4 separate regions of the Mus musculus genome follow, and all the other regions are linked to region 2. Evidence: chromatin contacts called from public Hi-C, HiCAR-type and HiChIP or PLAC-seq data. All regions are on one chromosome and are shown on one strand. The core of a region is the stretch at or near the end of the contact, and the rest is flanking DNA. Distances in the headings are between cores, read along the strand shown. Region 1 has its middle 110 kb from the start of Gm40249. Region 2 holds the start of 2610028E06Rik (RIKEN cDNA 2610028E06 gene). Region 3 overlaps Grik3 (glutamate receptor, ionotropic, kainate 3). Region 4 has its middle 55 kb from the start of Gm40249.

What was found. Hi-C and Micro-C count contacts between places; a contact is called where the count stands out from the background. HiCAR-type assays count read pairs that join an accessible place to other places. HiChIP or PLAC-seq counts read pairs in DNA pulled down with a chosen protein or histone mark.
Region 1: a HiCAR-type map of embryonic stem cells shows a contact between it and region 2, with 2.1 times the contacts expected there. The contact joins the enhancer-like site here to the promoter of 2610028E06Rik in region 2. A contact is called at or near these places in 4 of 484 Hi-C or Micro-C datasets (cerebral cortex, embryonic stem cells, forebrain neurons and 1 more), 12 of 115 datasets of contacts at active chromatin or transcription factors (SST interneurons, differentiating embryonic stem cells, embryonic basal ganglia and 6 more) and 1 of 9 other capture datasets (embryonic stem cells).
Region 3: a contact with region 2 is called in an H3K27ac HiChIP or PLAC-seq map of oligodendrocyte precursor cells, with 4 times the contacts expected there. The contact joins the enhancer-like site here to the promoter of 2610028E06Rik in region 2. A contact is called at or near these places in 2 of 484 Hi-C or Micro-C datasets (cerebral cortex and nephron progenitors), 6 of 115 datasets of contacts at active chromatin or transcription factors (SST interneurons, embryonic basal ganglia, embryonic hindbrain and 3 more) and 1 of 9 other capture datasets (embryonic stem cells).
Region 4: a Hi-C map of cerebral cortex shows a contact between it and region 2, with 1.9 times the contacts expected there. The contact joins the enhancer-like site here to the promoter of 2610028E06Rik in region 2. A contact is called at or near these places in 2 of 484 Hi-C or Micro-C datasets (cerebral cortex and nephron progenitors), 1 of 115 datasets of contacts at active chromatin or transcription factors (stem cell-derived anterior neural progenitor cells) and 1 of 9 other capture datasets (embryonic stem cells).

What each region holds. Positions count from the first base shown.
Region 1 is chr4:125,726,068-125,731,405 of GRCm38.p6, forward strand. No RefSeq gene overlaps it. Among named protein-coding and RNA genes, the nearest start is that of Gm40249, 110 kb to the right of the region's middle. Within about 2 kb of position 3,419, at least 33 of the 459 cell types and tissues checked have an H3K27ac peak or open chromatin away from gene starts, as enhancers often do. A contact at or near this core is called in embryonic stem cells, where this site is marked.
Region 2 is chr4:125,918,938-125,924,852 of GRCm38.p6, forward strand. 2610028E06Rik (RIKEN cDNA 2610028E06 gene) reads right to left here and starts at 3,466. Exons shown (of 6, transcript NR_015560.2): 1 at 3,140-3,466; 2 at 2,936-3,031.
Region 3 is chr4:125,701,756-125,707,381 of GRCm38.p6, forward strand. It overlaps Grik3 (glutamate receptor, ionotropic, kainate 3), which reads left to right. Exons shown (of 16, transcript NM_001081097.3): 14 at 2,578-2,800; 15 at 3,200-3,450. Among named protein-coding and RNA genes, the nearest start is that of Gm40249, 130 kb to the right of the region's middle. Within about 2 kb of position 1,361, at least 80 of the 459 cell types and tissues checked have an H3K27ac peak or open chromatin away from gene starts, as enhancers often do. A contact at or near this core is called in SST interneurons, cerebral cortex, embryonic basal ganglia and 3 more, where this site is marked.
Region 4 is chr4:125,778,441-125,784,620 of GRCm38.p6, forward strand. No RefSeq gene overlaps it. Among named protein-coding and RNA genes, the nearest start is that of Gm40249, 55 kb to the right of the region's middle. Within about 2 kb of position 2,636, at least 32 of the 459 cell types and tissues checked have an H3K27ac peak or open chromatin away from gene starts, as enhancers often do. A contact at or near this core is called in cerebral cortex, where this site is marked.

The DNA.
Region 1 (5,338 bases), core at 2,169-4,668, 190 kb before region 2:
GCGTGTGTGGGGGGGGAGTATTTCCCAGTCCTATTTTGCTTTTTAAAAAGTATTGGCATTATTAATATTATTAATATTTTTCAGGCAGGCCTTGAAAATCCTACCTAAACCTTTCCAGGAGCTGGGACTATCAGGCTCCACAAAACCATGCAAGTTTTAATGTCTTAGGGGTGTCATTTCTTTAAGTTGGGACGCACATACACAGCCACTCACATTGCATCTTACAGATCTGGAAGCCAAAGTCCCAAGTCAGCTTCACAGTGCTAAAGTCTAGTGGTTGGGTATTCTCTGTGTCTATTTCTGTCTATCTCTCTCCACCCCTCCTAGTCCCTCCCTCCCTCCCTCCCCTCCCTTCTCTACCCCTAACTCCAACCTTAACTCCACCCCTTTCCAGCCTGCCCCTTCCCTCTTCTTAGGTGGGGATGACCTGGCCCAGTCTCTGCAGCTCTGGGCATCAGGCAGGCTGAACTGCTTGGCTTTGAACCAGGCCTGCCATCAGAAAAAAAATAATAAATTGCAAGAGACATTTCCTACCACCTGTTATTCATAAATTCCAGACAAATTTACTGAGTGTTGAGCTCTAGGGTAGAAGGACCCAACAGCAAGACAGACTGAGCGGGTCTTGCAGGTGGCTCCCAGACCCCCTCCGGGTTACAGGAGCAGGCACACACTAACCCGTGGGAGTCCATCACTTACTGTCCCAGAATTTTCAAGCCAGCTGTTGAACCCGGCCATGATTAAAAATCCAATTACATTAACTTACAGTTAAATAAATTGTATCAGAAACAAAGGTAAGAAAGAAGCTCAGATCCAGGACAATGTCTTAATTGTGATGCCGTACTGTCCCGTTACCTCTGCCCTTGAGGTTGTGTGCTTCTGTGTGTGCGTGCAGGCTGGAATAAACGTGTCACCTGCGCAGCTCAGCATCTCTTCCCGGCTCTATGCTCGGTGGTGTCACTGTCACCACTTGATACTTTAAAATCCGCAAGTGTTTATTGCCTAGAACCTGGCACACGCTACACATCAGCCTTTGCTTGGTGAGCCAGTTACTAAACATTTACAGCACGCTACCACCTGTTCCCGGTGCAGAGCCCGGCCCATCTTAGCCCACCCTCCTTAGAGCTGTGAGGCTGAAGGGAGCAGGAAGCTTCAGTCCTGGGTTCTTACTCCTCCCTAGCTGGTCTCTGGATGAGTGTTCAGTCCGCCATCTCCCTGCGGGGGGTGGGGGTGGGGGGGGAACACGTTGCTCCATTTCACCTCCCTCAAGTAAGAGCCACGGAAACAGCTGTTCCCCCCAAGGCTTGCAGGCCTTGATTCTGATTACAGACACAGCTGGACCACAGCTCCCAGGCCACCGTGTAACTAACTTTCACTTTACTCACATTCTCAGGAAAATTGATGATTTTCTGCCTTTTTATTACACTTGGTGATAATTTAAAAGGCGGGTTAGTGCACCCATAAAACCGACTTTGCAACAAGCTTGTGGCGGTAGAAAAATACATTTGGTCAAGAACTATTGTTTGCAGTCATAAAACAGAGGCCAGGGGCTCCCTCCCACTCCCAGTCCCCCTGCCCACCGTGTTTCTGAGAAGTGGGGCAGGCATTAGATGTCTTCCCTCTGTCTGTATGTATCTCAGGAGACCGAGCATAGTGATACGAACCCATTCCTAAAGATACATTGCCTATGGACCATGGTGGCTGGGAAAATCCTCAGAGTCCTGGGGCCTAAGGATCAGGTCACTCCACAGAAGGCCTCCAAGGGCAAAGCTGGCTTCCAAAAGGGAGTTTATAGCTGGCTAATCAAAGCTTAATTACAGCAGCTCAGCGGGCTCCAGCAGGCCACAGTGGTTTTGCTCAAGAAACTTTTTACAAGCTTAAGCAGAAGCAGCAAATTAGCAGGAAAGAGAGGAGAACCATCCTGCCCTCCTTCACCTACTTCCCAGGGCTGGAGAGCTGCAGTTACCCTGCAGAACAAGGCTCTAGGCAGATGGTGCAGTGGGGGAGAGGAGGGGTGAAGGGCAGCGAGGGGTGGTTCCCTCTAGTTAGTGGACTGCCCTGTAAGACCTGTTCCTGTCCCCCTGGCTGGGGGACCAAAAGTAGCCTGATACCTTCTTCCCATCGTCTCTTGCAGTGACCACTGGTCAAGGTCACCACACTCCATGTAGCTGGGAGTCTGTGCCATTCTTAAACATCCCAGCACACCCCTGAATTCTGGGCTCTTCTGAGCTTCTGATGAGCAATTCCCTACCTCTCCCCAGCACACTGCAGAATTCCAGTCCGTCTGTGTGAAGCCGGGCTCCCAGCGCCACTCCTCCGGAGGCGCTCCAGGATTCCCCTCCACACCATGCACCTGAAAGTTCTGAAATGCGCTTCCTTTCTGCCTCCCACACTTCTGAGAGAAGCTACTTTGTAACCATTTGGAACCACGCAAGTCTAGGTTTGAGTCCTATCACTGACCACTAACTAAAATGTGCTGTCCTAAGCAGGTGGTTTAGCCCTTCTGACCCACCGTGTCTCTGTGTGGAAAATGGGAATAAGTAAGTGGCTTGGAGGAATTCCGTCAGATGACCTGTGAGCGCGTAAATGCCACGCCTGCACGCTGTGGCATTCAGTAATTGATGGCTATTGTGCTCAGCTCTAAGACAAAGAAAAGATGAGGCTGAGGTCAGAGCTTAGTGCAAGAGCTTCAGTTGCCATCTCAGCACCAAAAAAGAGAGGAAGAGCCCAAGGAGAAAGGTGGGGATGGCGGGGAGATGCCCCTCCATTGGTAAAGTGTACCAACTTGAGGATCTGAGTTCCGATCCCCAAACCTCCATCCTCTCATGTAAAAAGCCAAGAGTTTTGGTACATGGCTGCATTCCACTGGGGAGACTCAGACAGTCGGTCGGATCTCTGGACCTCACTGGCCAGCTAGCCTAGCTGAACTGCAGAGTCCCAGGACTTAGTGAGAGATCCTATCTCAAAAAACAAAGCGGATGGTTGACGACACCCAAGGTTGACCTCTGGCTTCCACACGCACCTGTATACACACACACACACACACACACACACACACACACACACACAAAGCAGTAGAAGAGAGAGAGGTAAAAACATTTAAAATCCACAGAGATCTCAGTTGCACCTTAAAAAGAAGATCCAGGATTCTAGAAGCACCTTAGAAGAGCTCCCTGCCTTGTGTCCTCAAGAGTCACAAACAAAATTCTCTAGCCTGAGTCTCCAGACTGAGGAGAGAGTCTCTCAAAAGGGTGTGGGTGGGATCCGGCTTGGAAAAGAGCGGCTGAAATCTGGGAACAGGAACAAAAGAAGGCAGGTCCCGGTAGGTAATGAATTCCTAGGCCCCAGGGCAGGGGCCTCCTGCTGAGGATGACTGGGATTGGCAGAATACAACTCCCAGGGGTCCAGGCAGGGGGAGGGGTGTAGAGAACTGCTTCCAATCGCCCATTCAAGTGGGCCTCTGCTGATCGTCATTTCATTGGTGAGTTACAGACTGAATGCAGCTCTGTGCTGTCGCGGTCCACGGAGATGTTCCCTTTCAACTTTATGAACTTCGCTGACAATGAATAAAAGCGCTCTGGCATGACAGGCGCCTGCATTATTCTGCGCGATTCCTGGTTCCTAATGTCATCAATTACAATAATCAGATCACCGTAACACAGGGCTGGAGCGGGGAGACCACAGAGGGGCAGACGTGCGCGACCGCGGCTGTTTGGAACCGCTCACTCGTGTCTCCGAAACGCTGTAGATGGCTGGGAAATGTGATTGCCCTTAAGTTTCAAATTACCTGCAATCATTAAAATAATCTAGTTCATATTCATAAAGCCGTGATTATATTTCACATACGCAGTAAACACTTTATGAGGAAAAACCCACAAATCTGCAACGAAATAAAGAGGCGCGATCTGGCGGTGTCAAAATGGTAAGCTGCGTTGGCGTGAAATCTGCTACAAACACGGAGCTGGGAGTTGAGTGCTCTCGGTGGAGCACATTCCGGGCCACGGTGGTGGGTGGTAGGGTGGGCTTTTGAATGCAGAGCAAGCAGAACATGGAGAGGAAGGAGGAAGGGGAGGCAGCCATAGGAAGGACTCCTTGTGTTTTCCTCAGCCTGTGCCTCGGTGAGATGACCATTTAGTCCAAGTGACATCAGCAGGCGCAGGTCACCAACTACCATATGGCATTGTGAGATTCACGTGGTCTACAAACTGAAAATTTGTTGTACTTGCTTGGGTAGGAAAACTTGATGGCCGAGGCTCAGAGAAGTTAAGTGAGTGTCCTAAAATTGCACAGTGAGCAAACAAACCAGACTCAACCCCAAGAATGGGATTCCCAAGTGCACCCCATACTTGATGAAGTGCCTGGTCTGAGAGGTCGTGTGACAGTGAATGGCATACAGGCCAGGTGTCCTGCTAGCTGGGACCTTGCTGCCTAACCTCATCCAGAGTATAAGGCTTTTGTGTTTTGGGTTTTGTTGTTGCTGCTGGGGTCTTTTCTTTTCTTTTCTTTTTTCTTTTCTTTTTCCACCTGTCACCTAGGACCTGGTGATAGAGACTGACTGTTGTCAGAACTGACTGAATGTCTGACACTTGATGGGAAGCCAAACATTTTGCAAAAATCACTCACTTAAAAACATGAACAATATATATATATATATATATATATATATATATATATATATATATATTGCAATGAAACACCTTTTAACACCAAGGATTCTACGTGCATGAGATGTCTGTGTGTGTGTCTGTGTCTGTGTCTGTGTGTGCATATAAATGGGTACATGTGCACATGCATGTAGAGGCCCGAAGCCGACTCTGGATGCTTTCCTTGATCACTTTCCACCTTATTTTCCGAGGCAGGAAAGCAGAACTTACTCACTGGCTGGGCTGCCTGGCCAGGGAACTTCAGGGATCCTCCTGTCTCTGCTACCCCAGCACTGGGGTATAGACCCCAGTACTGCCATGCCCAACTTTTATGTGGGTTTGAGAATCAAACTCAGGTAGGGCCTCAAGAATGCACAGCGAGCATTTTACTGAGTTGTCTTCTCTGCACCCCCTAACACCAACACTTCGTAAAAGAACACAATAGAATTAGTTAATTAATTAATCAAAACATCTTTCCCTTCCAAATAGAACCACATCAAAGTAGGTGAAAATTTCCACCTTAGCACAGAGGTAAATATAATCCAGGAATAAGAGACTCCTGTCTTTAGAATGAGCCCCACTGAAGCCAAAATCCTCCCCCTGAAAAATACACCCCAAAAGGAAGAAGAGAAAATGGCGGAAACCTCTCTAGCAGGCAGATGGAGCCCAGAGGGTTGGGACCTGAGCTGAGCCTACCC
Region 2 (5,915 bases), core at 2,216-4,715:
AGCATGAGTTTGGACCCCTATTACTCACACAAGGAAACCAGGCATGGAAGCACACATCTGTAATCCCAGCGACCGGGTGAGGGGGGGGCAAAGACAAAGGGGCCCCTGGGGCTCACTGTCCAGTCAACCTAGCCTAGCAGGCAAGCAGCAGGTCAGGAAGAGATCCTGTCCCAAAAGAACAAGTGATATTCCCAAGGAATGACACCTGAGGTTGTCCTCTGGCTTCCACACACATGCATGTGCACCCACACACGCCTACATATACATACACACAAAAGAAGTAGGTCCTAATGGAGAATTATGCCATTGATGGGGGAGGAGCCACACTCTTGGAAGAAGTTAAGGTAGATCTTAGGGAACCCAGTCAGTTACTATGTGTGACGTTCTACAGCAGTAAGAATGGCCCTTCCCAGTGACCTGGCGTCCTATTTTTCCACAGGGTCACTCCTCTGATTCCACCATGTTGTGATTCACCCGAGGTGTCCTTCACCAGAGCCAGTATAATGCTGTTTGGAATTTCCATCTCTAAAACCTCTTATCTTTATAAAATGTGCAGTCTTGGGCATTTTGTTATAGCTGATACTACACTCATCCCTATTGAGTCTGTCCTCACATGCTTCCTAACCTTTCCCTCTCTTGGCCTCCAGGCTGCAGAGGGGCTGGCAGCTAATGAATCTTGTATTAATCGGTGTTCCCATCCTTGGCTGCTACCACAGGCAGGCCCTGAAAGCTCAGTGGTTTGAAGGTGTTTTGTTTTGTTTTGTTTTGTTTTTTTCTTGTGCTCATACAGCCCTCCATGAGAATATAGGTAACCTACTGCTGCCGTAACAAATGATCACAGACTTAACACAGTCTAAAATAATACCTATTTATTATCTCAGGTAAGAAGTCCAGGCTGAGGCTTGGCCGGATCTTCTACTGAGAGCATAGCTAGAATCGAAATGAGAAGAGTCATGTCCACCGTCCTTCAGGCTGTCGCCAAATTATAGGGCTGAAGCCCTCGTGTCCTTGCCACTTACTTGTTGGTCATAGCCATCTTTGAAGGCCAGCCCTATTCCCTGGTCCACGGCCTCTTCCATATTCAAAGTCAGCCATGGAGCATCACTGAGTCACTCACCCTCTTCAAACCTCTCTGGCTTCCTCTTCTGCCAGCGCTTGCTCCTGAATAATGTAGTCTCTCTAAGATCATCTGATTAATAAATAGTTGTCCCTGCTAAGCCCTCTGATCCTGCTGTTCTTTAGGAAAGGGACAGAGAGAACACTGCCCTCTGTTCAACCTGATTTTTTTTTTCAATCTAACTACCTCAAAGCAACAAGCACTGGCCCTCCATAGCTACTGTCCACGACCCGGTTAACTAGAAATCTTTCCAGCTGTCACCAAACCCGCTCATGTAATTACAATCCACGCAATTAATCCATCCACTGAAAACAGGAAACTGAGTCACAGATCATATGTCAGTGAGCACAGTTTGAGCAGCTTTGAGTTAGAAGCCAGGAATGAAGACGTATAACACATGTTCCGGAAAGAGCTGCCGAGACGACTGGAGGATCAACGGCCCGGGACTGGGTGCTAAGGTTCCTGGGCAGCTGTGACTGGGGAATGGCGAGAGAAACACAGTTCACAGGAGGCAACACAGGTGGTGGTTACACTCGCAAATGGAAACTAAATCAGCCAGAGAGGGAAGCAGTGAGCGTATCAGGCCAGACTTACAGGTGAGACTCAGACCGCAAAAACGTTCCTTTTACCCCCTAAATCAACGGACTATTTTTAAATCCTTTCCACACACCCACTGAAGGTGCTCGAAAGAAAATCGGAGTTGTTGCTAGGGGGAGACTCTGTACAGTCCCACCTGGACACAGGACTAGAAAAATTTAAAGAACAAAAGCACAGAAAGGGTTCACTCTGGGCAGGGGAAACAGACATAGCCTGTACTTAAGGGGAGAGTCCAAGATTGCGCTGGGAGAATAGCTTGCAAAAAGACGGTCTATGGAGAGTATGTGTCTATAGAAATAAGCATTGTGGCTAGAGCAAATAAACTGGAGAAGACAGAAATCCAATACAAGGATGTATCCACTGGCTAGCCATCACTGTGCGAACAGAGGCCTGGCCATGCCACGGAGAAGGAAAATGTCCTTGTCAACTAGGGACCAGAAAGGAAGACAGTTTACCCAGTGGTGCCTGAGTTCTTCAACAAAGGATCACCGGCAGGATGAGTGTCACCACCTGGCTCATACCCAGCAGTGTCTGAGCCCCTCAATAAAGGATGCCCACAGGGTGAGTGTTGCCCACTTCAGTGGTGTGCTGGAAAACAGATGCGACAGTGAGTAGTCATCTATAGCACTTGCCAAAGGCCCTGGTGTGAATATTCTTACCCAAGTTGATTTCAAGCTATCCAGCTGAGGATGTGGCTCAGTGGCAGAGCACTTGCCTAGCGTGCTTAAAGGAAGAGATCCTGTTCCGTCCCTCTACTCCTGTCCCCTTGGGTGGTAAAGAAGCAGGGCAATGCTGGGTGTGACCATTGCACAAAAAATGCCTTCCAACCTGCGCTCCTGCTGCGCTGAAATTGCTTGGGAGGATGGGACGCAGCAGCCAGAGCGAGGGAAGCGGAACGAGATTTCTATGGATCCTCTATTATCTGCCCTCCGCAATGCAGGCAGGCCCTGTGGTAGTCGCAGAACTAAGAAGGTGCCCCCTGCTGTCCAAGGGATGGATGTGAAAGGCTAGAGTTAAACAGGAGCCCCAGTGGTAGGGATTCTCCAAGGTCAGAGGCAGCGGGGTCTCTGAAGGCACCAGGCAGGCCCACAGAGGACAGAGACTCGCGTAAGAGAGGGAGAATTCACACAGGCTAGAGGGTTCTTTCTGGTAACTGAGTCTTCCAACTTTGCAAAGTTCTAGGAGGTAAGGTTTTCATCGCCGCTCCAGGCAAGACCCTACCTTTTGTATGGTTCACAGCCTCGAAAAAACAGCGCCACCCGCTGGTGATCATGTGCTCAAGCACGGGGCCTCCGGAAAGCATTTTATATCCAAGACCTAGAGAGGAATTGTGGATGGCTGAGCACACACAGCCCCTTCCCTGCTGAAGCATGAAGAAGCATTCCATTCACAAGAGGAAAATGAGGCCAAGAAAGCTTTTCTTACCTGAAAGAACACGAAATCCATGCCCGGGATGGCAGAGTTCCCTCAGCTCGAGATTCCAGTTCGCTGCCCACAGCCAGGGCCAGACCCAATCGGTGGTGGAGTGGACTAGGCAGGGAAAAGTCGGGTGGGTTTCGTGGGGACAAGCTGTAGGTGGGCTCTGAGAGTCTCTGATCTTCACCTTCTCATCCTGAGTTCCTCACACAGGGCTATGGCTTCAGTAGGCCCCCCTAAGCAGCAGTCTCCCTGGAATCTGCAGCTGCATGCTGTCTTCAGGGGCGGGGCTGGGCGGGAAGGGGATGAATACCAGGACCCAGAGATGATGCGTCTGGCGTGGCCTGGTTCCCTCTCCGCTCCTCTGCGCCTTAATTAAGTGCTTTCATTTCCCTCCTTCCCAGCACAGAGGCCCAGCTGAGATAAGGCATTGATCCCCTCCCAAAGGAGGAGGGAGGCCTGCCGAGCTCTTTGTGGGACAAAGACTGATGGCTTATTAGCAAGGCCTTAATTGTGTGGCCTGAAACTTGAGGAAGTTAGAAGATACATCTGAACTAGGGAGTGCCTCTGAAGTGAACCGTTTCTTCCCTGCATCCCACCGTACACCCCCACCTCAGCCCAGCCTAGTGGAGATCAGCCCACCCTAGCCCTGACCTCAGGGAAGCAAAGGCTCAGAGTGTTGATTGCAAAGGATGGGGAAGATGTCTCGCACGGCCAAATGATGCTCCAGTTTGCCAGATGCAGACAAGGACAAGGTCCAGGGACCCAAATGTAGACACCAGCTCTGCTACTATCTAGCTGAAAGACTCTAATAAAGCCTAGCCCTCTGAGGGCCTCAGTTTCCCTTTCTGTACAATGAGAAAGTTTACTTCTAGCCATAGTATACAAATATATGTGTTGAAACTGTGTGGCGGGGAGGAATAAAAGGTAAAGTCAAGTGCCATCCAATTCCTCAAGGCCCATTTTCTTCTTCCCTGTGTGTTAGAATTCACAGAAACGCAGTGGCAACTGGAGCATCCCGGATCAACTGCTCCATCATTCCAGCTGCCCAGTAGGTGTGATTAGAGTCATGGGGCTATCAGGAGTTAAGACAGTCCCCTATAGCAGCAAGTCCCCAGCCCTGGTAATCATTCATCATTCTTTCTTAAAAGATAACTTCTTGTAGATAGATAGATAGATAGATAGATAGATAGACAGACAGATAGACAGACAGACAGACCATAGAAACCAGTAGCTGCTATAATCTCCTTGAGGAGAAAGCGCTGCAGCCAACACAGCATCCCATCCATGTGAACGGAAAATCTGAGCATCCCATGCAGCCCTGCCCTTCACACCCAGCAGCCCTCCCAGCCAGTGCGTATCCTTGGCAACCAGCCAGGGCCCAGGGTTTCACATCGACATTTGTTGAATAAAAAATGAACGTAGGAAGTTAAGGAGCAGTGCATAGGGAACACTGGAGCCTCAAGCCTCATCCGTCACCTGCAAGCCTCTCACCTCACTGGGTCTTCCAACACAACACAAAGGGTCACAATGCCGTTGTCTCTGTCCTAGGGCTGAGGACACTGTTTTCAGGAAGGAGTAAATCGGTTGTCCTCCCGTGGACACAGACAGCTAGAGGCTGAGAACCCCGAGCCTTTTCCTCATAATGCAGAGGGAAGGGTCACCCTCGTAGGCTGGCTCTCACTGCAACCCAGGACAAACATGAAGCAGACTCGGCTGGAGTGAGGCACACCCAAAAGCATAGTTCTCCAGCTCAGAGTCTGACCTTTGCCTAACTGCCCCTCCTGAAAGTAAAGGGTAGGTTCCCCTTCCCTTCTTACTTGATGCTCACAGTAGAAAGATGGCCAACAATCCAGGACCCCAAATATCTAGCAGATTAAAAAAAAAAAGTTAAAAAAAAAAAAAAAAGCCGGGCAGTGGTGGTGCACACCTTTAATCCCAGCACTCGGGAGGCAGAGGCAGGCGGATTTCTGAGTTTGAGGCCAGCCTGGTCTACAGAGTGAGTTCCAGGACAGCCAGGGCTACACAGAGAAACCCTGTCTCAAAAAAACAAACAAACAAAAACAACAACAACAACAACAACAATCTAGCAGATTTAGAAACATACAGAATCCAGATTTGTGAATTTTCCTTCCATTGAGTCCCGGGGCTCCTTAAAGGCATTTCAAATGTCTACGTAACCATGAGAAACCTTGACTAAGCTCCTGCCTCTGTCACTCTTGCTGGCCTTACTTGTTTTGTCTGTTATGTATTTTGAGTTGAGATGTAAGTTAAGATGTTCCTAAAAGATTGTATAGCTTTGTAGTATCACGGTGTCTTAATTAGAGCTTCCATTGCTGTGAAGAGACTCCATGACCATAGCAATTCTTATAAAAGAAAACATTTCATTAAGGCTGGTTTGCAGTTCAGAGGTTTAGTCCAGTCTCAGCATGGTGGGACATGGTGCTGGAGAGGAGCTGAGAGGTCTACATCTGGATCCATAGGCAGCAGGAAGAGAGACACCCTGGGCCTGGCCTGAGCTTCTGAAATCTCAAAGTCCACCACTAATAACAGCCTCCAACAAGGCTACTGTCTAAAAGTTTATGTGGCTCAGTTTCATTCAAACCACATGGAAAAGTGTGGAAGAATAAGCCAGGAAGCCTGGTCCCAGCCCATCTTTACCTATGAACTTGGGCACATTCTGTGCTCGGCCTGAGCCTCCGTCTGACACAAGACGGGCAAGGCAGCCTATGGGTAAGAGGGAAGGATGATGGGTAAGAGGGGAGGATGATGGGTAAGAGGGGAG
Region 3 (5,626 bases), core at 111-2,610, 220 kb before region 2:
AAGGAGTGGGAAAGCAGCTGAGGGACCGGAGTCTTTGAAGGGAGAAAAGCAGTTAGGTGGGAACAGCCAGAATGCACGCAGGTCTGAGGAGCAGTGTGTCTGGCCAAGTGGAGACGGTTGGACTTGGATAATTTGATTACAGGAATCGCTGGAGTTTGTGTTTATCTGTACACGCAGCTCTTGTGGAACACGGGTGTGAGAGGGTATTAGTTATCTATTGCTTAGCAAATTACCCCAAAGTTCTTAAAACAACATCTGTCACTTGGCAGCTTGGTGGTCAGGAGTCAGTGGAGTTTCAGAGCCCTCTGGCCTGAGGCTCTTCACAGGCTGTGATCCAGCCATCAGCCAAGACTGTGGTCATGAGAGCATGCTCAGTTCCCCTCAGGTCGCTGGACTGAGTAAGAGAAGTACTGTGTACTGAGATTTGACAAAATGCTGTCCTCTGTCACTTGCATGGGGAGCTCTTCTTAAGCAATTCGGTGTGACAGTACTGTCACCAGCACCTGAGAGAAGACTTGAGGAACACACAAGGGAGAGGGAGACAAAGTCTTGTCACTCAGAGGTGCTATTCCACCCCTGCCAGAGAGTGATTCAAAAGCAGGCCCAAAGGTCCAGCCCACCCTCAGGAGGAGGAGGAGCCAGAACAAGGATGTGGCCGCAGGGAGACAGGAGTCACTAGAAATTGGGTAGTGCTAAGGATAGGAGCTTGCCAAGCAGGAAGAGGGGCCAAAGGAGCTGGCGGAGGAGAATCTGCATATCAGAAATTATCTGGAAAATGAGAAACATCTGGAGCATCCGAAAAACCAGGGATGAGAACCATCTCTGAGGGAAGAGGTGTTGGCGGGGGAGCACTTGGGGAGGAGCTGAGGTAGAAAGAGAGCTGGAAGGTGGCTGGCTACAAAGTTGGGCAGAAGGCAGGTGGCTGTGGGGGTAGGGCCGCTGAGAGCAGCAATGGCTGCCTACAAAAGTGGTTGGGTGAAGCCTAGAGAGCCAGGGCCATCAGAACCCTTTGTGCACCGGCTTTGAGGCACGTGAGTTTGCAGGCAGGGAACAACAGCTCTGTGAAAGGTTCCACGCCCTGAAAGTACTCAGTGACTCCATGCTGCTCTGATATTCATTCCTGTGCTGTGCTCCGTCCCTGGACCGTGCTGTGGACATCGGCCACCAGTTTCAGAGGGCCTATCCCATGCCAGAGCCCAGAAGCACCCAGAGAGAAGAAAATACATGTTCCTCTCGGGCTTCCTGCCCGCCTCTGGCAGCCATGGCCTGATTCCCTGCCCTTCCCCCAGGCCTGTGCCAGCCTGTGGGAGGGCACCCATCTTGTCACGTGTATCAGAGCTGGGCTGGGTGCCAATCATACAGGCTGACATCACAGAAAGCCACTTCCAGAGTAGGAAACAGCCGATACAATAGGGGCTCTCAGAGCCACCTCTTCCCCCAGGACTAAGGCAGGGCTGGTCTCTGTTGGGACCAGGCAGCTGGCATACATCAAGTTCCCAGGGTGGCTCATGCACACATAACACAACCGGGGCAGGCACAGCAGCCCACCCAACAGGCTGCCACCCCACCTATGGTCTCAGGCATGAAGCCGGCACAGGGACCTGCAGTCCACTACTCCCAGGAGCCTCACCCTTTTCTCTGCTTGCAGTTCCCACTGGGCCTCTCTCAGGACTGAGAACAGACCAGAACCATACTCAACTCCTCTCCTGACATAGAGTGCACAAAAGGGGGGCACAGCTTTGGAGTGAAGTGGGGAGACAAAGTCCACCGAGCTTTACCTTCACTTGTGCCCCCTAGTGGTTACTCGGATACAATGCAGCTGTGTGGGTAGGCACTTGGATTGTCTCCAAAGAGTCTGGATTTGAAGCCTGCCTCTACCATTTCATCTCTGGATAGCCTTGGGTGAATTGCTTAACAGTGTTTCAGCTTCCCCGTCTGCAAAACGGGCTGATAACACGTACTTCCTGTGATTTCGGCGAGTGAGTTCCTACAGCTAAGGCCCTTAGAACAAGACCTCTGCTTGTTAATTCCCTAACAGGTTTTGGAGAAAACTGATTTTGAGGAAGTCAGTCAGAGACAGGAGACTTTAGCTAGGTCGGCAGAGCATCTGCCTCTCATGTACATGAAACCCTGTTCAACCCCAAGCATCATATAACCCGGATGTGGTGACCCACCTGGGTTATATAATCCCAGCACTTGGAAGGCAGAGGCAGGGGTCAGAAGTCTAAAGTCATCCTCAGCTACCTAACGAGTTTGAGGCCAGCCTGGGCTAGCCTCAAACCTCTCTCAGAGTTTAATTAATTAGTTCCAAAGACTGTGCTATGGCAAAAATCCAGGGCTACCAGGGAGTGGGCCAGATTTTGGACCTCAGCGAACTGTGCCCAGCAACACCTCATGTCTTGGGCCTCGGTTTCTATACCCGTGCAGTGGCAGTGTTCCCTAACCCTACAGATTATACCCAGAGTTGGATATATGCAGAGTTGGAGCCATGCTGAGTGACTGAAGGGAGTGGAGCATGGGGGGGGAGGGGGGTTCTGTTTGCTTTGGTTTAAATATTCACATCCCTTTGCCACCCAGAAATCCAAGATCTCCACCTTTGAGAAGATGTGGGCCTTCATGAGCAGCAAGCCCTCGGCTCTGGTGAAGAACAACGAGGAGGGCATCCAGCGGACGCTCACAGCTGACTACGCCCTGCTCATGGAGTCCACTACCATAGAGTACATCACACAGAGGAACTGCAACCTCACCCAGATCGGTGGCCTCATCGACTCCAAGGGCTATGGCATCGGCACACCCATGGGTGAGCGAGCGGGGCACGGGGAGAGGGGTGCAGTGCAGACACGGGATCTTGAGTTCTTCCACCCTCCTCTTTGCACACAGTCCCCAGAGTCATTTCACGGAACCTGGGAAGGTGATGTTTCCTCAGGGGAGCAGAGGGATGGAGACACAATCCTGGCTTGGTCATCCCTGGCCTGTGAGGGCGGAGACAGCCTCTCCTTGCCCTCTCCTGGTTGATGCACCCACACACAGGGCCTCCCGGGGCCACAGGTTCTATGCCCAGTGAGTAAGGCCTCCCCACGAGATACCTTACCTGGACTTGAACAGGGTCCTTATTGAGAGAAATCCCTGTTGGAGGCTGGCAGAGGCAGCTCTAGTAAAGAGTCCCCACTGACAGCCCCCTCCCCCTCCCCCTCTGCAGGCTCCCCCTACCGGGACAAAATCACCATCGCCATTCTGCAGCTACAGGAGGAGGACAAACTGCACATCATGAAGGAGAAGTGGTGGCGTGGCAGTGGGTGCCCCGAGGAGGAGAACAAGGAGGCCAGCGCCCTGGGCATCCAGAAGATCGGCGGCATCTTCATCGTCCTGGCCGCCGGCTTGGTCCTGTCCGTGTTGGTGGCAGTGGGCGAGTTCATATACAAACTCCGCAAGACAGCGGAGCGGGAGCAGGTGAGGCCCTGGAGGAGGCTGCGTTGGACAGGGAAGGAAGGCAAGGACAAGACTAAGCTGGTTTCGTCCTCCCAAGGGAATGAACTCCCACTGTCTCATCTCACCATCCTGTCCACCATCCTGCATCCAGTCCACCAGGATCCAGCCGGCTCTCCTCTGTCCTGACAGCACATTTTTTTCCCATCACCCCCTGCTCCACTTGGTCCCAGGCCAATGTGCACTCACTGCAGCCCAAGCTATGCCCCAGCCTCCACACTGATGACACGCCTTTCTTTCTACCTAACCTGGAGGTAGAAGGCACCTGCTTCCATGTCTCCTATCCGGGTGGCCTCCTAAGCCTCTATCCTTTCTCTCCATGTTGGCCTGCCCCACTCCCCAGGCTGACTTCTCAGTGAGTGCCTCCTGCCCCCCACGGCTCTCCACCACCATCTATGAGCGCCATAGAAGCCAGTACCCTGTTTCAAACTTAATTCAAACCATGTCAGCTCCCTCCTTAAACCCCTAGGGTAATTGTCGAAGCTGGGTGACGGAGGCACAGGAGTTCATTATATTGTACAGTCTGCTTTTTGCATATATTGGGAAATTTCCATAATGAAAAGTTTAAAAAAGCAAAGTTCTGAGGGATGGCCCAAGTGTGCAAACAGTAAAGCTAGTCTTCCCCTGCCTGATTAATTCAAGCATGGTCGGTCAGGGCAGGAGCCCCGGGTCCTGTGGCAAATTAGAAGCATGGAGAGAGAGTTTTAAGTGCTAATACCCTGGCCTCACTCCCAGAGACTCTGTTTTAATTGGCCCATGGTGGAGCCTAACTCTAGAGTTTGCAGAAGGCCCACGGGGTGATTTAAGCGTGCACCTGAGCCAAGGGCCTTTGGGCTAGGGAATCGCCTCTCCCGGCAGAAGTTCAAAAGCATCCGGGCCCAGTGTGGTTGGTAGGAGCCTGCCGCTGGGTCACATGCAGTGGGCTCATTACAATCAGTGCCTGATGGATCCATCAAAATGAACTGGAGTTGTTTAACAACCAGCAAGGCTAAGTCAACCAAGAGAAGGGAGAGACAGCTCTGGCCGTGTGAGTTAGCCACTGCCTAAGAGAAGCCCGAAAAGATGCAATCCCAGAAGGCCACTTGAGGGGTGGGGGAGAAACCGAGTCTTTGAAACCATCTGTGCAGCTGACTAGTTGTTGTCTGAAAGTGGCCAGGGAGATGGACTGTTTTATTCACAAGGATGTTTGTCTAAATATGAACGGCAACATAGAAGACTAGATAAGTGCCTAGATGTCTAACAGTTTAAAATTATGAGACATTGATAAAGAATAGCTGCCAGGCTGCCAGAGTCTTTAGGAATCCCCGTTAAGACTAACTGAATTCTAGATTACAGGCTCTTTTGCACCCCACTCCCTCACTTTCTCTCACATGACTCCTTTTGAGTCCATGACACACCCAGCATGTTTCTGCCTCAGGACCTTGGCACATGTCAGTTTACCTATCTGAGCCTGAACTACACTATATTCTTGGCTGCGTCTGGCATGTAGATTTTAAACTCATATCATATCCTTAAATAGCCTTTCCTAGTTCCCTCTTCCCACACTCCTCTCTTCCATATCATAGCTTTAACCTATTTATTTATTTATTTCATGTTCATTGGTGTTTTGCCTGCATTTATGTCTGTGTGTGGGTGCCGGGTCCCCTAGAACTGGAAATACAGATAGTTGCGAGTTGTGAATGCTAGGAATTGAACCTGGGTCCTTTGAAAGAGCAGCCCATGCTCTGAACCTCTGAGCAGTCTCTCCAGCCCCTTGGCTTTAGCCTCTTCGTAGTAGCCATGACTGGCTGGAGGATGTTGTCTGTCCCCATCCCATTGCTGGACCGCAGCTCCCTAATCCTGGAGTCCTCACCTGCTTCTCCACCATTCTCTACCTAACACCCAGCATGCGGCCTTGTATGGAGCAAACGCTTACAAGATGCAAAAAGGCAGGCTGAAGAGTCCAGTGTTCTACATAGAGCAGGAAAGGGGAGGGGGCTTGTTACCACTAGCAGGAGGCCTCCGTTCTTCTGGGCCATAACCTACATATCATGATGATGATGCTCCACAGCCTTGCTGTCTGAGTTGGACCATCATCCTGACCCTCTGTACCATCTCAGTCCAGGGCCAACTCCAGTAGTTGGCCTTAAGAGCTACTGCC
Region 4 (6,180 bases), core at 1,386-3,885, 140 kb before region 2:
AGAGCTCTGTGTCTTTAAGGCCAGCCTGGTCTACATAGGGAGTTCCAGGCCAGCAAAGGCTATGTAGTGACCCTGTCATAGCAACAAAACAAAGGACCAGCTTTTTCAAGGCTAACCTGGGGACTGGCGCTCTCTCTCTCTCTCTCTCTCTCTCTCTCTCTCTCTTCTTTGTTTGTTTGGTTTTTTTGCTTTGGTTTGGTTTGGTTTTGGTTGTTTTTTTTCCCCTTCAAAACAGGGTTTCTCTGTGTGGCCCTAGCTGTCCTGGAACTCACTCTGTAGACCAGGCTGGCTTCAAACTCACAGAAATCCACCTGCCTCTGCCTCCCAAGTGCTAAGATTAAAGGTGTGTGCCACTAGCACCCAGCTTGGAACTGGCTATTTCAATTGCCTGCATTCCTTTCCATTCTTTTCCTTGTGGCAAGGATGCTAGGTTAGTTAGGGTCCATCAATGGACAAGGGCTAGGCTCTCACTTAAGGTTTGTTCCTGGTTTGGTTGTTATTTTGGCCACGGGGTCTGGATCTGTAGCCCAGGCTGTCCTTGAACTCATGAATCACCTGCCCCTTCTCTGAAACTCTGGGATGACAGGCATGTGTGCTGCCAGGCTTGTTTAGAGAGCAGATTGGCCCCTCCTCCCCCACAGCTGCCATTCACCTGCCGGCCATTCTTCCCTTGCTGGTTGCTTCATCTTCTCTGCCACAAAAGTAGGGACACCACATCTCTGACTGTTTGGATGTGGCTTCCCTTGTTGGTTGGTCTGTCCTTCCAAGGCTCCTTCCAGCTCTACTCTGTCCAGCTGAGCTTCTCACCCTCTGGGGTCTCCCTCCAGTGGGCATAGGGGCACCTTCATCCTCTCTGTCCTTCTTGAATCTTTCCTTCCCATAATGTGCCGCTGGGATGACCACCCAGGACTGAAGCGGAGCCCCAGCTATAGTCCCTGTTTGCCCAGTGTGGGCAGAGCTCTGCTTCCCATTGAGCCCAGTTTCCCCATCAGTCAAAAAAGACCGAGCTAACATGCCTCCAACCCATCACATCCTGGGCCAAAAGAGAGCAATGCCTTTCCAGAAGCCAGCCAGGTTAGAAGATCATATTGTTTCCCTGGTCAACCACAGCCTCTTGGCCTTTATTCTAACTCTCTTTCCCATCGGCTGTCCCCAGGTAACCTCCTCACCTAGACTAATGGTGACCATATACACATTTAACAAAGACAAAGATGGGCCACGACGTGACTGCAGTACAGAGGAGCAGGGTTGCAAGGTGGGGCCGGGAGACAGAGGTTCTTCATCCATATGTGCTATCTTACTGTTTGGCCCACTGAAAGAGCCCCAAGGCCCTGCTACCCTTCTGCCACCTGCAACCAGTGCCCCACATTAAAGATTTCCCCTTGCCTAGTCGGATCCTAACTGACACAACCATCTGACACTCCAATCCCTCTTAGAAAAGAGAGTGTCTTTGTATAGGGAAATACCTTGATAAGGCCCTGGGAGGGAGATAACATCCCTAGGGCTTGATTTGATCAGAGACAAGGAAGCGGGAGACTGCTAAACTGTTCTGCTGGGGGCAAGAGGAAACAGAAGGCGGCGAATAGAGAGAGCAGAGGGGGAAATAAGAAAACAAAGCCCTGGGAAGAGGCGTGGAGGGCGGACAGGGATATCTGAGGGGCTCTGGGGAATGGGCTTTTGCATGTGGCTTTCCGCGATATATAAATCCCATCCTTTGAAAATACAGCTACCCGCAGAGATTTTGTATGCCCAGCCAAGCTTTGTTTTAGGGGTGAGGCCATTTGTGTGTGTGTGTGTGTGAAGTGTAAAGAAAAGAATTGAAGTCCACATCTGGGCTGACTGGGGGTGGGGGTCAAGCCCACAGGGGGTAAGAAGATGTGCAAATGGAGTTAACTCAATGCAAACAGAAGCTGGGCTCCAAATGACAAAGATACAAAAATGACCATGATTGACATTCTGCCCCAGCAGGAAGCAGCTCATTCAACTCAGACACCAGCCCTACCACTGGGGACTATAGTAGCCCACCTGCTGTGAGCATGGACAAGAGAGGCAGAACCGTTCTGTGGCAGAGCTGAGACTTGAACCCAGGCCCTTCGACTCCAGTCTGTGCCTAATCCTGACAGGTGCAAGCCCTCCCAGGAACCAGTGGGAACCTTCGGGAAATTTTTCTATGTCCCTTGACCTGCTCCTTCAGGGAAAGGAGAGGCCTGGCTATTTCTGGGTTCATCTATTTTTCCATCAGTCTCTGACTAGCTCTGAGTTCCCCGGGGAAGGGATCTTGTTTTATTCTTCTGTGACCCCCAGATCTACCCACAGAGTCTGCATAAAGTATGAAGCAGCCCTGAGTTCGAGTTTATGGAGTGAAAAGGCAGAGGAGAGGGCAGAAGGGCAAGACCCACCAGGAAACCAAAAATGTTTTCTGGGGCAGGCAGGGGCTGAAAGGAGATGAGGAGACATTTGTTGACTCTGTCACCTCCCTTGTCCTTCCCCCGGTGCTAATCCTAGTGCCTCTGCCACCTCCCAGGCAGGCGTGAAGCTGTGGATCTTTCCTAATTGAGAAGGCAAACATCTTCTGTCTAGTCAAGGCTGCAACATCAAGGCGGGTTTGTGCAGGCGGAGTGCGTGAGCTGGCAGCTCACCACACGCTCCCTATCCCTGGCTGCTTTTCTTACTGCTGTCGCAGCGTTTAACTCTCCCTGTGTTTCGGAATGTAAATGCCACCTTCTTTGAAGGTTCCCCAAAAGAGAATGCTGCTGTCTCAACAGAGGTGGCTTTTGTGGGAGGTACAGGGGGGACGAGGGGTCTCTACTGTGGAGAAGCATTCATCCCCCTCCCCCCACTCCTCTCTCCCGGGTCTGTTCCCACATTCTTGATTTCATTTTCATGTGATAGAAATTGAGATGTACAACCCTTGTCTCAGCTAACACAGGCGCCAGTCAACTGGAAAGCTCTTTGTTCTCTGGAGTGGGAGGGCCACAGTGGGGAGACAGGCTCTTGGGAAGTGTCTCTGGGGGACTCTAGGGACATGAGTCTCTTCTTGATCATCCTGACTCTCCAGCCCATGCACACTCACATGTACACATGATACCCACACAGCACACACTCACTGTCACACACTAGCATATACATGTAATGTGTCTGTTTCCCCACTGATGAAAAAAAACTAGATGTCCAGATGTGCTCAGGTTCGGCTACTTCTGGTGGATGGATGGAACAGAGGGTGGTCTCCCTGGAGCAGAGCACTCCCTGAGGTATGACTGAGATCTGACAACTAGGTTAGAACTGGGACAACACTATAAGCTGTGTCAGGGCTCTAGATGGTGGCATCCTGGCCCAGAGCCCTCATATTCATATGCAGAAAGGCTAGTGCTATAGCTGGTAGAGCACCTGACTGCCCCACCAAGAGAATAAAAAGCCATATATGCCAGTGTCATCATAGCACTTGGGAGACTAAGGAAGTAAAATTGTGAGTTCAAGGCCAGCCTGGGTAGGATAGTGAGCCTTTGTCTCAAAAAACACAAGCAGAGAAGCAAGACAAATTCAAGAGATGCAGGTGAGTCTCACAGACTAGATGGAGAGACAGGAGAGTTGACGGGATTAAGGAGGGGTCTTAGTTCTTTGTCTTTGGAGACTGTTAAAGGGAGGCATCCTCTGACTCAGAACATACCATAGGGGAGATGATAAACCTGAAGGGCGTGGTAAGTTTGAAAGGCATCCTGGGAGAGATGCCCAGTGGACAGCAGAGCAGGTGGGTATTCAGGAGAGAGGCCTAAGCTGGGGAGAGTCAAGGGCAGCACAGGTAGAAATTGTGATCACTTTATGGACAGAAAGAAAAAGCAGCAATGCTGAAGAGACTTGTCTAAAGAAAAGCGTTGGAAGAGCTGGCAGCACAGTGGGTAGAGATGCAGGAGACTGGGCTGCCTTCAAACCCAAAAGCTGGGCAGAGGGCATGGTAGGTAGAGACTCAGGGGACTGAGCAGTCTTTGAAGCCAAAGGCTGGGCAGAGGGCATGGTGGGTAGAGATGCAGGAAACCGGGCTGCCTTCAAACCCAAAGGCTGGGGCAGACAGATGGCTCAGCAGTTATGAGCCCTGGCTGCTCTTCCAGAGGACCTTGGTTCAATTCCCAGCATCCACATGGTGCAACTCCAGTTCCAGGGGATCCAATGGTCTCTGATAACACGTGGACCCCAGGCCTATGTGTGGTGTATGGATACACATGAAGGTAAAATACCTATAGCTGTAAAACTTTAAAATGAAATAAAGTAATGGAACGCAATTAATATTTTAAGAAAAGAAATCAAAGGCAAAGATTTGTCCAAAGATCCCCAGTCCAAGGACAACTAGAGGTCAGCATGAGAGAATGCAAGGGCCATCAGGAATGTTTCTTAGGATCCAGGAAGGTCCAGAAAGAGCAGGTCAACTACCTAGGTGCAGAGACAAGGTCCTGTGGACTGTGAGTAAAAATGGTTGAAATTTGGCTTCGAGACAAAGGCACTGCTTCCTTCATGTCATTTTGCCATGAAAATATCCATGGGAGTTTTCTTGCCTATAGGGACGACGGTGGGAAGAGAAAGGGGGGGGGGATCTATGAGAGGATGGTCCTCATGAAGAAGGTGGCAGGGGTGGAAGGTGGGACCTGGAGAGGGTGATCAACTGAAAAACCGCTGCTCACCTGAAGAAGGACAGAAGGCTTGAGGAGACCGGAGTGGCGAACATGGTGGCCCATGCCAGATGAGCTGTTGGACTATAACCCACACCACTTTAGGACTCTTTCTCTGAGTTGTGTTGGTGGCTGTGTTGACAGCTTAGCCAGTGAAGTGTCTGCCACACAGGCGTGAGCACCTGAGCTCAGATTCCCAATACCCAACCAAGTTAAAAGCCAAGTACAGCATTGTGTGCCCAAAACCCAATGCTAGGGAGACAGAGATAGGGCACCCCTAGGGCTTGCTTGACTGGTCAGTGTAGCCAGCAAGCTGCAGATTCAGTAGGAAACCCTGTCTCAAAAGATCAGCTGCTGAAGGCATATCCACCATCCATATAGATTCATACCTGAACACCTGTGCCCACGCATAGGTAAACACACAATAAATAAACAAATACATAAGTGACATCAGCTCCATGCCTCCACTGCTGCCTCCCCCCCCCCCCCCCCGGTATACAGAGTATACAGAGGCCTGCCCCACTCTAGACCACTTCCTGCTAAACTTAATTACTGAATGACCATCCGAGATTTAGAACACCTGCCAGCCATTCTGTCCGTGCCTATCCTACCATTTTCTGATGGAGGGCCTGAGAAGTCAGGACTTTTGTTCAAAGTCACAAAGCTGGTGGAAGAGCAACCTCTCTGTGGTCTAGAGATCTGTCCCATCTGTCCCAGTCTGCCACCCCTGCCCTGTCCCTGAGTGCGGACAGCAGCACTTCAGCTACATAACTAAGTGTAGATGTGTCTTCTGTTCTCATCCACATGTTTCCCTGCCCCTGACCACCATCTGGGACCTGAGAGTGTGCACGGGAGTGCCATGTTGCCCAAACCTCTCCTCCCTCTGCCTCCAGAGGACACTCAAAGAACCCACCACTCAGCTGCATGTCCCTTCTAGCCAAGGAGCAGGCTGCCCCCAGCTCATCAGCTCTCCCTTCACGGAAGCCTTACAATAGAAGCAACTGTCCCTGTACTACATGGAGCCTCAGAGAGGTGAAGCGACTTCCTCCTGGTCACACAGCCAGAAGTGTTCAGGCCAGATTAAGATCCAAGCTTCCCAACTCCCAATCTAATGTCATTTCCCTCTCCTGTTGGTTGTCCTCTGGAAGCCAGATTTTACACATCCTAGTGTGGTGGCAATCTAGGGACAAGCACTAACATGCAGATACAAGATCTTCATGTGGGACCTTACCTCCTTTGGGTGGGTGGGGGGGGCCTTTTTAAATGTCTCTTAGGAAAACCCTAGCTGAAAGCTCTGGAAACATCAGGAGAGGTGTCGTCCTCAATGCTCTCTGAGCCAAAGCTAAGCCTGGGTGGAGACTCCCTGGGGCTGTGATGGAGACTTTAATTGTTCATAGCAAGGATGACTGCCCATGGAATAGACTAGGATGGAGACAATGTGGTGGGGACAGATCTTTCGCTGATGATACCGCAGTGAAGGATGCAAATAACAACTCCTTTGTCACTCCGAGATTCTGCT